Regions from separate parts of the Mus musculus genome. Here all the other regions are linked to region 1. The links are chromatin contacts, called in public HiChIP or PLAC-seq and Micro-C maps. All regions are on one chromosome and are shown on one strand. Each heading gives the region's core, a stretch centred on a gene start, on an enhancer-like site or on the middle of the called end of the contact. The rest is flanking DNA. Distances are from core to core; before and after follow the strand shown.

What was found. A called contact is a pair of places that touch in the nucleus more often than the background predicts. HiChIP or PLAC-seq counts read pairs in DNA pulled down with a chosen protein or histone mark.
Region 2: a Micro-C map of the G1E-ER4 cell line shows a contact between it and region 1. The contact joins the promoter of Npepl1 here to the enhancer-like site in region 1. A contact is called at or near these places in 5 of 484 Hi-C or Micro-C datasets (the G1E-ER4 cell line, the HL-1 cell line and embryonic stem cells) and 2 of 115 datasets of contacts at active chromatin or transcription factors (memory CD8 T cells and pancreatic cancer cells).
Region 3: a BATF HiChIP or PLAC-seq map of CD8 T cells shows a contact between it and region 1, with 5 read pairs. The contact joins two enhancer-like sites. A contact is called at or near these places in 2 of 15 datasets of contacts at CTCF or cohesin (large pre-B cells and pro-B cells), 6 of 484 Hi-C or Micro-C datasets (bone marrow-derived macrophages, cortical neurons, nephron progenitors and 2 more), 9 of 115 datasets of contacts at active chromatin or transcription factors (the 230-238 cell line, CD8 T cells, effector CD8 T cells and 6 more) and 1 of 9 other capture datasets (embryonic stem cells).

What each region holds. Positions count from the first base shown.
Region 1 is chr2:174,331,843-174,335,335 of GRCm38.p6, reverse strand. Gnas (GNAS (guanine nucleotide binding protein, alpha stimulating) complex locus) reads right to left here. Exons shown (of 12, transcript NM_010309.4): 2 at 1,052-1,124. Among named protein-coding and RNA genes, the nearest start is that of Gm30189, 6.2 kb to the right of the region's middle. Within about 2 kb of position 1,660, at least 45 of the 459 cell types and tissues checked have an H3K27ac peak or open chromatin away from gene starts, as enhancers often do. A contact at or near this core is called in CD8 T cells and the G1E-ER4 cell line, where this site is marked.
Region 2 is chr2:174,108,513-174,112,005 of GRCm38.p6, reverse strand. Npepl1 (aminopeptidase-like 1) reads right to left here and starts at 1,655. Exons shown (of 12, transcript NM_213733.2): 1 at 1,434-1,655; 2 at 744-929; 3 at 222-392. The coding sequence starts at 1,583.
Region 3 is chr2:174,515,391-174,518,883 of GRCm38.p6, reverse strand. No RefSeq gene overlaps it. Among named protein-coding and RNA genes, the nearest start is that of Gm52540, 39 kb to the right of the region's middle. Within about 2 kb of position 1,628, at least 34 of the 459 cell types and tissues checked have an H3K27ac peak or open chromatin away from gene starts, as enhancers often do. A contact at or near this core is called in CD8 T cells, where this site is marked.

The sequences.
Region 1 (3,493 bases), core at 411-2,910:
GAACATTCGCTTGTGGTACCCTGAAAGGTGCTGCTCAATTTTGTCTCCCCAGCACTCGGTGCATGGTAGGGGACAGAAGCTGGTCCCCCTCGCTAGGGTCAGCTAAGTCCCTGACCCTTGCTGTTTCTTATCAGCACTGAGAACAACGGGGGCCAAGGGGAAAGGCCAATTCCTTACTGATTGGCTGTCTCCTCGGTCTGCATTCTTCATGGAAGGCAGGACCCCTTGCTTGCCATGTATCTGTCTCTTTTTAAGAAAAATCGTCACTCTCACTGTGGTATTGCCTCGCCATATTGTCTTAAGCCAGGAAGGTCATTTCAAAGGCAAAACAGCTCCTGGATTGGGCAGAAGTAGCTAACTCCCTGTCTCTGCGCCATTTTCATACCTCCTTTTCAGTTGTTCAGGTAGAAGTATTGATTTTTTTTTTTAATTAGAGAAATAAGTCTCTGCCTATCCCACCAATTCTGAAGCAGGGAGGGACTCGGAAGCTTAGAGCCTGTCGGCAAGGGTTGTGGATTCCAATTTTTAAGTGAAGATGTAACTGAAAAGATGTTTTCCTGAGAGTACAAAACCCTACACCAGTTGACTCCAGTGAAACCTGCAGGGTGGTGGGTGGGAACCTCCTGTGCTGGCCAGCTCTGGCTGGCCAAGGGGTGGCCAAGGCCCGTCGGCCATGTTGGAGCTGCACTGCAGCAGGCGAGGCTGCGGCCGCAGAGGACCTGGCCTCAGAGACGCTGTCACCCGGCCAAGTGCTGTTCACTGTCCTCTGCAACCAGGCACCATGTTCCAGCGCGAGGGGCTGCTTTGGGTGGACACCGGTGCTTCTACTCTTATTCCTATTTGTTGCCCCAAAGGTTGAGAAGGGTGTGGGGGTGCACCCATCAGCTCTTTCTTGGGCTGTCTAATATGCAAATTAGAAAAAAATGATTAGTGGCAATTAGCAGCTGTGCTTTCTAGAGGTTAGTATACACTCCTTCAAACGTCCTGTCTCCTGCAGGCCAGGTCCATACCACCTGTCCTGCTCAGTGCCCTGCTCAGATTTGACACTTACTCTCCGTTAAACCCATTAACATGCAGGATCCTCATCTGCTTCACAATGGTGCTTTTGCCAGACTCTCCAGCACCTGAGAAAGGAAAGTGAGGGCGTGGGTTAAGAAACAGGCTTGTCACACTTCACCTGGATGATGGCCTTGGAAAGCAGCAGAAGCAGCACACAACAGACACACAATGACACAACTGCAAACCTCCTTCACATGACGACGCAGTGAAAAACAACAGACACATCCAACATAGCATCTACCTGAAGTATCTCACCATAGAGTAACAAGCAAGAATTAAGGGCTCTGCTGTTTTTAAATAGCTTTTTTTTTCCCTTTTGAGTTTTGTTGTTGTTGTTTTGTTTTCTCTTTGGGTTTTTTAAACTCATGAGGCGATGAAGGAATGACGTAATTGTCACTGGAAGGGTGAAAATTTTAAGTCAAAACTGTGAATTTAGTATTGAAATGTGGTCAAAGGTACTCTATGCAGCAGCCACCTAATTTCCTGTTTGTTAGTCATTTTATGGTTAAAATACTTAGGAATGGCAGACAATGCCTAGACACTGCAGTCTCCCACTATCACGCCCCGCTGCAGCACCTCCCTCCCAACGCCACAATGCAGCTGCTCTCAAGCATGCTTCAGGTCCACCCTAAAACCACAGGGCTACACTGTATCCACTGTATCCACTCCCTTCCCCTGCAAAAGGAATCTTTCTAAAGATACATTTTTCTCTGGATACAACCACCATGTTGCAGAGGGAAATGGTAGACCATCAATTATCTGTCAGCAGCAGAGGGGCGGGAGCGGGGGGCGGGGGAGCAAAAAAAAAAAAAGCAAAAAACAAAAAATAAACACATTTCGTTATCAAACATGGCACTTGAGACCTCATGAGCATCAGGCAACATGCAACTTCAACAGTACCAAGAGTTTAAAAAAAAAAAAGGATAAGACTTTAATTATATGCACAAATATTCCTGGAAGGTCCTGAATAAGAAGATTCTAGGCTTTCCCCAACTAAGGAAGTAAATAGGAACACAGGCCTCCATTTTAAATCACCTTTCTTTCTTTCTTTCTTTCTTTCTTTCTTTCTTTCTTTCTTTCTTTCATAGGTAGTATTTGGAGGACCCTCCAGCCCCACCCCATTTCCACCAAGTTTCTGCAAATGTACTCTTCAGCCCGTATTCCCTGTGGGAATGGTTTTTCCCCTCCTCCCACAACAATCTAATTTTTAAAAAAATCTTGTTCTTTTTCTCCATATTGTTTCTGTTTTGGTGCCCAGATAGAAAGGCATTCACTCCCCCACCCTATTCAGTTCAACACTCCCCCTCCCCGAAATTCTCCACCCCTCCATTTCTTCACCCCTCCTCTTTTCCACCCCTCCACAAGTCCATAAGCAAGATTTGTAAAAGTTAAAATTGGTTTCCACAGCAGCATTGATTTCAAAGCAAACACCATCCTAATGAGCAAAATTCTCATAAATTAAATATAAAAGGCAATATTGGGAGGCTTCCATGAAGGAAACAGAGGACTCATCAGGTCCCTCAGCACTCCACCCTCAGAAATGGGAACATTTGTGACACCAGGTTTTTTTCAGAGACAGAACTAGATCCGTGCCTCAGTTTCCACTTTTGTAAGAATAGAAAACTGGGCTGAAAAATAACTGCCAGGCTTTTGTTTGTTTTGTGGTTCTGCAAATTTACTTAATTTACCTGATAGAAGTTAAAATGGGTTAAAGAAAAGGAAGTTGGGGGTATTAAGTTTCCTTTGTGGGTAATTATTTCATTTTTAAGAAATGTAAAATGTCGCCAATAGCCAGGGCAACAGATTTCTGTGCCAAAGGTCATCAATTAATTGTGGCACAATGCAGCCATGTAGACCAGAGACTTGAAAGGAGGCAAGGTGGGCTCAGAACTGCAGTCTCAAATAAGTGGGGACATTTGAAATCACTGTAAACACACACAAAAAAAGATGTTAGGAATTTGATGTATCATTAACATCATAGTGAACTTAAATAAGCACTCATATGAGCAAGAATGAACCATACAGAAGATTCTAGATGTTTCCAGGTGTGTACTTTGAAATCAGACTGTATACATATTCACATTTACAGCAGAATTACGCTTTTAGAAGTTTCCCATATATCATCTAATCACTGAAATTGCAAACGCACCAACACCAACAGGATTATTTTCACTTATTAACAATTTTCTGCTTTACTCAATGTGGCCCAGGGAGAACAAAGACTTGACCCCATCCAAAAAGATCAAACCAAACGCCACCGCGAATTAACACAGCCTTCTACATTTTATTTTTGATAATCGAACTATTTTGTTGAAAAGTGACCCTGTTCCCAGTGAATTCACAAATTTATTCAGATAGCCAAAATACTGAGACGTGGAAAGTTTCCATTCTAATTAGTGTTGTGTGATGTTTCTGTGGTCATTTCAACAATTTT
Region 2 (3,493 bases), core at 406-2,905, 220 kb after region 1:
AACACGTAAAGGTGCTCCCACTGTCACACACAAAAGTGCTCCCCACTTAAGGGGACAACTATGCATAATCAAATCACAGCTGCACCAAACGGAGACCTGAAAATACAACCCAAGACCCTTTTTTGGGATTCCCGAAAAGCACTGTAGCTCTTCCCAGGGGGAGAGAAGAGAAGAGCTCTCCACCTGTGCTCCCAGAAGGCATGTTGCCTCTAGATACCCACTTGCAAGGTGGACACTTCCACTGGGCCATTGTCTTGTCCCACCAGGAAGAACTCCACCATGACTGTCCTCTTCTCTGCGCGCCGGGATGCCCCTGAGCGGTGTGTGAAGAGTGGGAAGGCCCGTGCCAAGGCACAGGCAGAGGCAAAAACCTCAGTCTGTTCGCAGACCATCTGTAGTGAGAGAGAAGCAAGGTGGGGCTGAAGCCACAAAGGGACACCACCAGGACTCTCCCAATAGCAGCTCTACAAACCCAGACGGCTGTGCCCCCCCAGTAACCTGAGGCTGCGTGAGAAAAATGTCTGCCACCAGATGTTGTCCACTCTTTCCCAGACAGATGAGCAGGGCACAGACATAAGCCCAGGCCTCAATAAATCTAGGCTGGCATCTCTGATTTGTCACGCAAACCGATCCGGTGTAAATCACTCGGTGGTTGAAGGGTTAGAATGGGAGATCACACGGGCCAGCCTGCTGTGCTTGAGGTGGGCCACGGGCTGGGGTACACTCACCGGCCCAGCACTCACCAGGATACACCGGTGGGTTCCAGGAGGCAGGCAGGTTCTCACGAGCCTGGTGATGAAGTGGGCTGCGGACGGGCTGTTATGCCGGCTCACCCTAGAAGGCAGAGCTGCCACTGTGGCGCAGTTCAGGTAGAGAGGACAGCTGTCTGTGGGGTTGGGGTTGAGCGTGGCCAGAGCTGCCTGCCAGAGCTGGATTAGAAAGGAGATATGAGACGGACCGGGCTTCAACACGTGTGCTGTGTGGCTAGATGCGCCCTGCGGGCCACGCCTGCTTGTCTAAGGCACCCTAGCCGCTGCCACCAGGCATGTGTGGCTCTCTGGTACCCTACCACCCTCGTGGGACTGCGCCTCGCGCTGGCAAGGCCTGTCTGGGGACCCTCTGCTTCAAACACTTGGAGGCCCGGCTCCTGGGCCCTGGCTAGTGGCCATGGAAGCGGGTCTCGAGGCCAGAGGCCACGCGGAAAGCCGCCACTGGGCCTTCTGCAGGGCCCGGCCCAGAGGCGCGGAAGCAGGTGGCTCGGCCCGGGCAGGCCGGCGACACAGGCCGGGCCTCGCTGCAGCCAGGGCCTTGGGGACAGACGGCTAGGCCTGTCGCGGGCCTGCGCCCTGGGCCCGGCGGGGCGCGCGGGCGAGGCGGGGCCCGTGGCCCAGGGCCTGGGCTTGGCAGGCGCATGGCGGCCGCGGCCCGCTCACCTCCTCGGTGACCCGGGGCTGCAGCTTCCCGCGGACGTGGCTCCAGGGCACGCGGTGCAGGTGTTGCAGCTGGCCCAACAGCAGCAGGGGCCGGCTCTGGGGGTCCGCGTCCCCGGCGCTGGCCTGGAACTGCAGCCCCACGCTCGCCATCTTCCCCCCCACGACCCCGGCCGGGCCGCCCAGCACCCTGCGCCCTGCTCCGGCCCGGCTCGGCGCCGCCCCGGCCCGCCCGGCCTCGGCGCCCCGCCTTCCCCGCCGCCTCCGGGCCGCGCCGCCCTGCAGGGCCCACCCGGGGCGCGAGGGGGCGCCGGCGGAGGCGGGGCGCGGGCCGTACTGCGCCTTCCGGGCCTCCGTTGGGGGGCAAGTGGCGCGCGAGCCCCTGGAAGCGCTCCAGCTCTGGCTACTGCCCTGGCCCGGCTGGCAGTAGGTTCCTGGACTCGAGGAAGCCTCACTTGCCAGGGACAGCCGTGGCTACTGCAGTGGCCTGACAATTAGGCACTCGGATCCCCCCTTTATTCCGCGTAGGCCGCCTCCTCGGCCTAACGCTCGCCAGAAAGGTCACCATTCAGCAGTGGGCGCAAGCTGCCTCTGCACTTTGTCACCTGTGTTGGAGAGGAAAAGACAGCAGTGTTGGGAGCTTATAGGAAGTCATTTGAAAGGAGTCAGCTGCTACCCTACACTGCCCAGGTTTTGACAACTCCAGGCCTGGGGCTAGAGCTCAGTGACCTCCAGTCTTCTTCCTTTTTTTTTTTTCAAGACAGGGTTTCTCTGTGTAGCCCTGGCTGTCCTGGAACTCACTCTGTAGACCAGGCTGGCCTCAAACTTAGAAATTCTCCTGCCTCTGCCTCCCAAGTGGGATTAAAGGGGTGCGCCACCACGCCCGGCTGTGACCTCCAGTCTTATATGTCACTTTTAATCTACATTTCTTCTCTGTTATCAGCCTTTAAAACTAGCAAAACAAGATGGCTGAGCGAGAAAAGACACTTATTGCAGCGCCTGAGGACCAGAGTTCTAGTCCCGTATCTGGAAGGTGCAAACCAGTATCCAAAATGTGTCCATTGACTAAGAGGTTGACTAAGAGGTACCCACTCACACCGACTTAAACACACACACACACACACACACACAGAGAGAGAGAGAGAGAGAGAGAGAGAGAGAGAGAGAGAGAGAGAGAGAGAGAATGAATTAAATAAAACATTAAAAAAAAAAAAAAAACCCTACCAAAGCCAGTTTCATCACATAGCTCTCCATTCCACTGACCCTGCAGGCACCACCCACCTTATGTCCCCACCTACAAGCCATCTATGGTATGGATTTCTTCAGCTTTGGAGGTTCCATCAAACAGCCCAGAGCAGGCCAGCCCTGAAGACGGCAGTAGCTGAATGAGCAGAGGGGATTCCTTTGAAACTCTGGCTTTCCTGACGCAGAAGTCAACACTAATTGGATCTTATTTTCTCGAAAAAGAGTTTTTACAGCAACTGCATGTTTTCACACATTTTGTAAAGGGTACTAAGTGTTCTATCCCGATTCTCTGGTGTTTGCAAATACAGTGTGAGGCACAAGGCACTCAGGAGGGGCCGAGACAACTTGCAATTTTCCTAGAGGGTGGCAGGCTTAAGCTGATCCCTGTGGGAGAAGTACTATGTCCCCAGTCCCCAGGCCAGTCCACAGCAAGATGTCATCTGAAGGAATGACGCTGGGAGGTGGGGCAGGAGTGAGCATGACATAGCCTGCAGCCTATGAGAGCAGGAGCTGGAGCTGCAGGTGCGCAGGTCTCTGCGTATGCTACAGACCACAGAGTATGTTGGGGGGCTTGGGGAGATGACTTGGGAGGTAAAATATTTGCTGTACAGGCCTGAAGATCCCAGCACCTATAAAAAGATGGGCTGTATCCTAGCACTGGGGGGTGGGGACAATCGTCCCTGGAGCTCCATGATCAGCCATTCTTACCCAGTTGGTTAGCTTCAGGTTCGGCGAGAGAGGCTGTCTCAAAAAACGAGGCGGGGCCTTTCAGATGTCTCTATGGATAAAGGCATTTGTCATCTGAGTTCAACTCCCAC
Region 3 (3,493 bases), core at 379-2,878, 180 kb before region 1:
ATAAAATATTTGGAAAAGGATAGGAATGTGTCCCAGCGGTGCATGGTTTCCCTACTGCTTGTCAAGACCCTGGGTTCAAACCTTAGCAGCACAAAAAAATAAAATAAGATTAATTTAACCTCTTGAAAACTACAAGAAAATGGGAAATAATTCAGGGGAGACGTCCAGCTCGATGCATCATTTAGACAAGCATCGTAGCAAGAATAGAAAAATCATGGCTGTCTGCTGACTTGGTTTAGGCAAACAAGGAGATTTTGAATTCCCACTTTTGGGTATGACCATACCTGGAGGCAAGATTTCCTCAGGGCAGAGCTCGTCTTGATCTTGAGATGTGCAGAGTGGAGACACCATCTAGAAATGATGTAACAACAAGACTGACATCATCAGTCTCAGCCAAAGGGGGCCTAGCTAATCTTAATCTGCTTAATCGCTAATTTCCTGTCTTATTTCCGAAACAGTCTCATCACTATTAAAGTAAAGAATACTCTCATCTTTGCAGGTTAGGGTTTTGTAGTGTTTGAGGATTCTAGTATTTTGTGTTGTGTTTTATGCAATTTTCCATTTGGTAGCATAATTGCTTAAGATGCTATCATTTCACATAAAGCCAAGATAGGTTTCAAGCTTTCTGAACAGCCAGAATGTGGACATGATGTTCCACAAGCTCCAAAGACAGAGCTGGCCCAGCCGCCACCTCTTCACAGCATGATCCAGTCAGCCCCAGCAAACCTTTCCTCCTGCAAGTTGCTCCTGACAGGTTTTCTCTCACAAAGAAACAAAATAACTAATGCAGGCTCCAAGAAAAAGATGCACTGAAAAATTGTTCACCACAGTGACGAGAGTCCAGTATGCTAACAGCAGATGCACAGGCAGGCAGGCAGGAGTCCCCGGGAGGGACCCAGCTGTACACTGGGGTCCACACTGTCTGTTCCTGCAGCCCTTACCCACTTTGAAGGACAGTATTTGAGCACTTTTGGTGGGTCTATGACTCGTTGGTTCCTGTTTCAGTTCATCAGATCTCCTTCCTGTTGTTGTCAATTTGTTTGTTAACTCTCAATTGGCAGGTATATACCTTAGCTTAAAGTTGAAATATAAAATTTCAGTTTGTAGCTGACTGTGTCTACTGATGGAGAATAAATTCGAAATTCAGATTTAGCAAAGATTTGGCACTGCTGCCTAAAACTAAGTTACCATGAAGCTCTAAGACTGGCTATTGGAGTTGACTTGTCTCCTGTGGACCACAGTTCAGTGAAGACAAGCTCAGGGGAAGTCCCTCGGAGGCCAGGGTCCCATCTGACATCACTACTGACCTGTGGAAATGGTACTCTGACTGAACAAAGCACACTCTATGGACAAGACATGCCTTGAGCGGCCACATTTCTCTAGACTGTCAGAAAACATGGCATTTTCTAGTCTAGGGTAGTGATCTGCTGAGACTTACATCCTTTGAGTCTTGGGAGAGTCAACCAGAGGCTGGGGTGATAAGTCAGTTAGAAACTTGCCTCCCACATAAGCAGGAGAACCTCAGCTCCACCCACAAACCCACATAGCAAAGCCAGGCCTGCTGGTAGGAACTCAGTTGCTGACTTTGCAGTGTCAGTGCTGAGGAGGCCTTTGGAGCTTGCTCAGGAGCCAGCCTAACTCAATCCAGGCCAATGACCTAGACGTTGTTTCAAAAAGCAAACAAGCAGCTGGGGGCAGGCAAGGGGCGTGGTGGAGAAGAGCTTTGCCTGAGAAGCAACACTGGAGGCTGCCTTTCACATTCCCGGACACACAAGAATAAATGAAGGATTTGTGCCCTGACTTCCGAATCTTACTCAGAAGTTCCTAGGAACACCCAGTGAACCTCACTGTCCCACCCCACTGCTTCTCCTAGAAGCCCTGGCTCCAGGTTCCAGATTTCGTTTTAAAATAAATAAATGGGGCTGTTGTGGTGGCCCATACCTGCCGCCTCAGCAGTAGAGAGGCTGAGGCAGGAGGATAACAACCATGAGCTACCCACAGTAAAGCTCTTTAGGAAGGATAATGACATTCAACAGCAGCAGACCATCCAAACAGAGGCTATATGGGTACCACTCTTTATGCATTCACAGTGACTCTGGAATATTCATTAATCATCTGCCCTTACTTGGGGCTTAAAGAGCAACAGGACACGCTGAGACTGCCTTTGACATTTAACATCGCTAGGGAAATCAGACATCTAATTAAGGAGAAGCAGGGCGACGCACGCTGTTTCCCTCCACTTGTGACACACACAACTTTGCTCTAGCTCAGTGGAGGTGTTCTGTGTGGAAGCTTTGTGCGGATGTTCAAGTTGTGTGCTGCACCCCACCTAAAGGAGTGACATTCACATTATAAACTAACTTACAGAACACACAAACAGCAAGAAGATTTGAGACCTCCCAGAGGAGTTCTGGGTACCCCATGCCTGTGCATACAGCCATGCAAATAAGCTCAGGACCACATATTTTATGCACACATTCTGAGACACACAGTGGTCTTTTCGTCATCACTGCCTTGAGTCCACATCCTCACCAGACTCTAAACCCAACTTCATCCCCCAACTTCAGGAGAAGGGAAGCTAGGGGGTTAGCAGAGGCACAGACATTCTCTGCTTCTGTGGATGCCAGTCCATCAGTCCATCCTCCTGAGAAAGTCTTACTGCTCAACCCAGGTGAGATCCCTCCTCCCTTTACATCCTCAGCAGGCAGACAACCTAGGTAAGAATACCACTGTGCTCAGTGCCTCTCTCTCTCTCTCTCTCTCTCTCTCTCTCTCTCTCTCTCTCTCTCTCTCTCTCTCTCTCTGCCATTCAGTCTTGCCAGGGCTTTTAGGATAAAGACTCTGCCTTTCCTACTGGAAGAAGAAGCCCACAAAGCCACAGGTCATCTTTCACAATGTTCAGTAATCTCATGGCACACAGTAGGGACTCAGGATGTACCAGTCAAGAAAATGGAGGGTTATATAAGATCCCTCAGTGACTCTAAAACAGCCTGTTCAGAGGAAACGCTTGCTTCCTTCTGGAAATTTCCTGATCCCTGAACTGACATTTTCTCAGAGAAAACCTGTCTGTGAGTATAACAGATGTATTAGTGTCTCTCTTTTTCTTTAAGGTCTTCCTTTGAAGTTGTCTGGCCAAAAACAGCATCCACCTTCCAGGTCAGAATAGGACTTAGAAATAAATCCACAGGGTCTGACTTCTCTCCAAGGTGTCACAAGTTAGCAAGTAGAATATTGTTGCAAGTTGGTAAGTGTGAATCATCCTTAATTATTTAGGGCTCTATTTTTCTGTTGGTTGAATAGACACACAAGTAAAAGCTCATTGTGTAGTCTCCCAGACTCTGCAGGGACAGGAAATGAAACAAATAGAGGAATTTGGGCTTTTCAGCCCCAGACCTTCACATCGCTCCTAAAGCAAATTTAAGAAACATGGTATTCTTAAGCCATCCAAAATGCTGAACATGTTCTCAGAACTGAAATGGAGCCATTTTCAAAA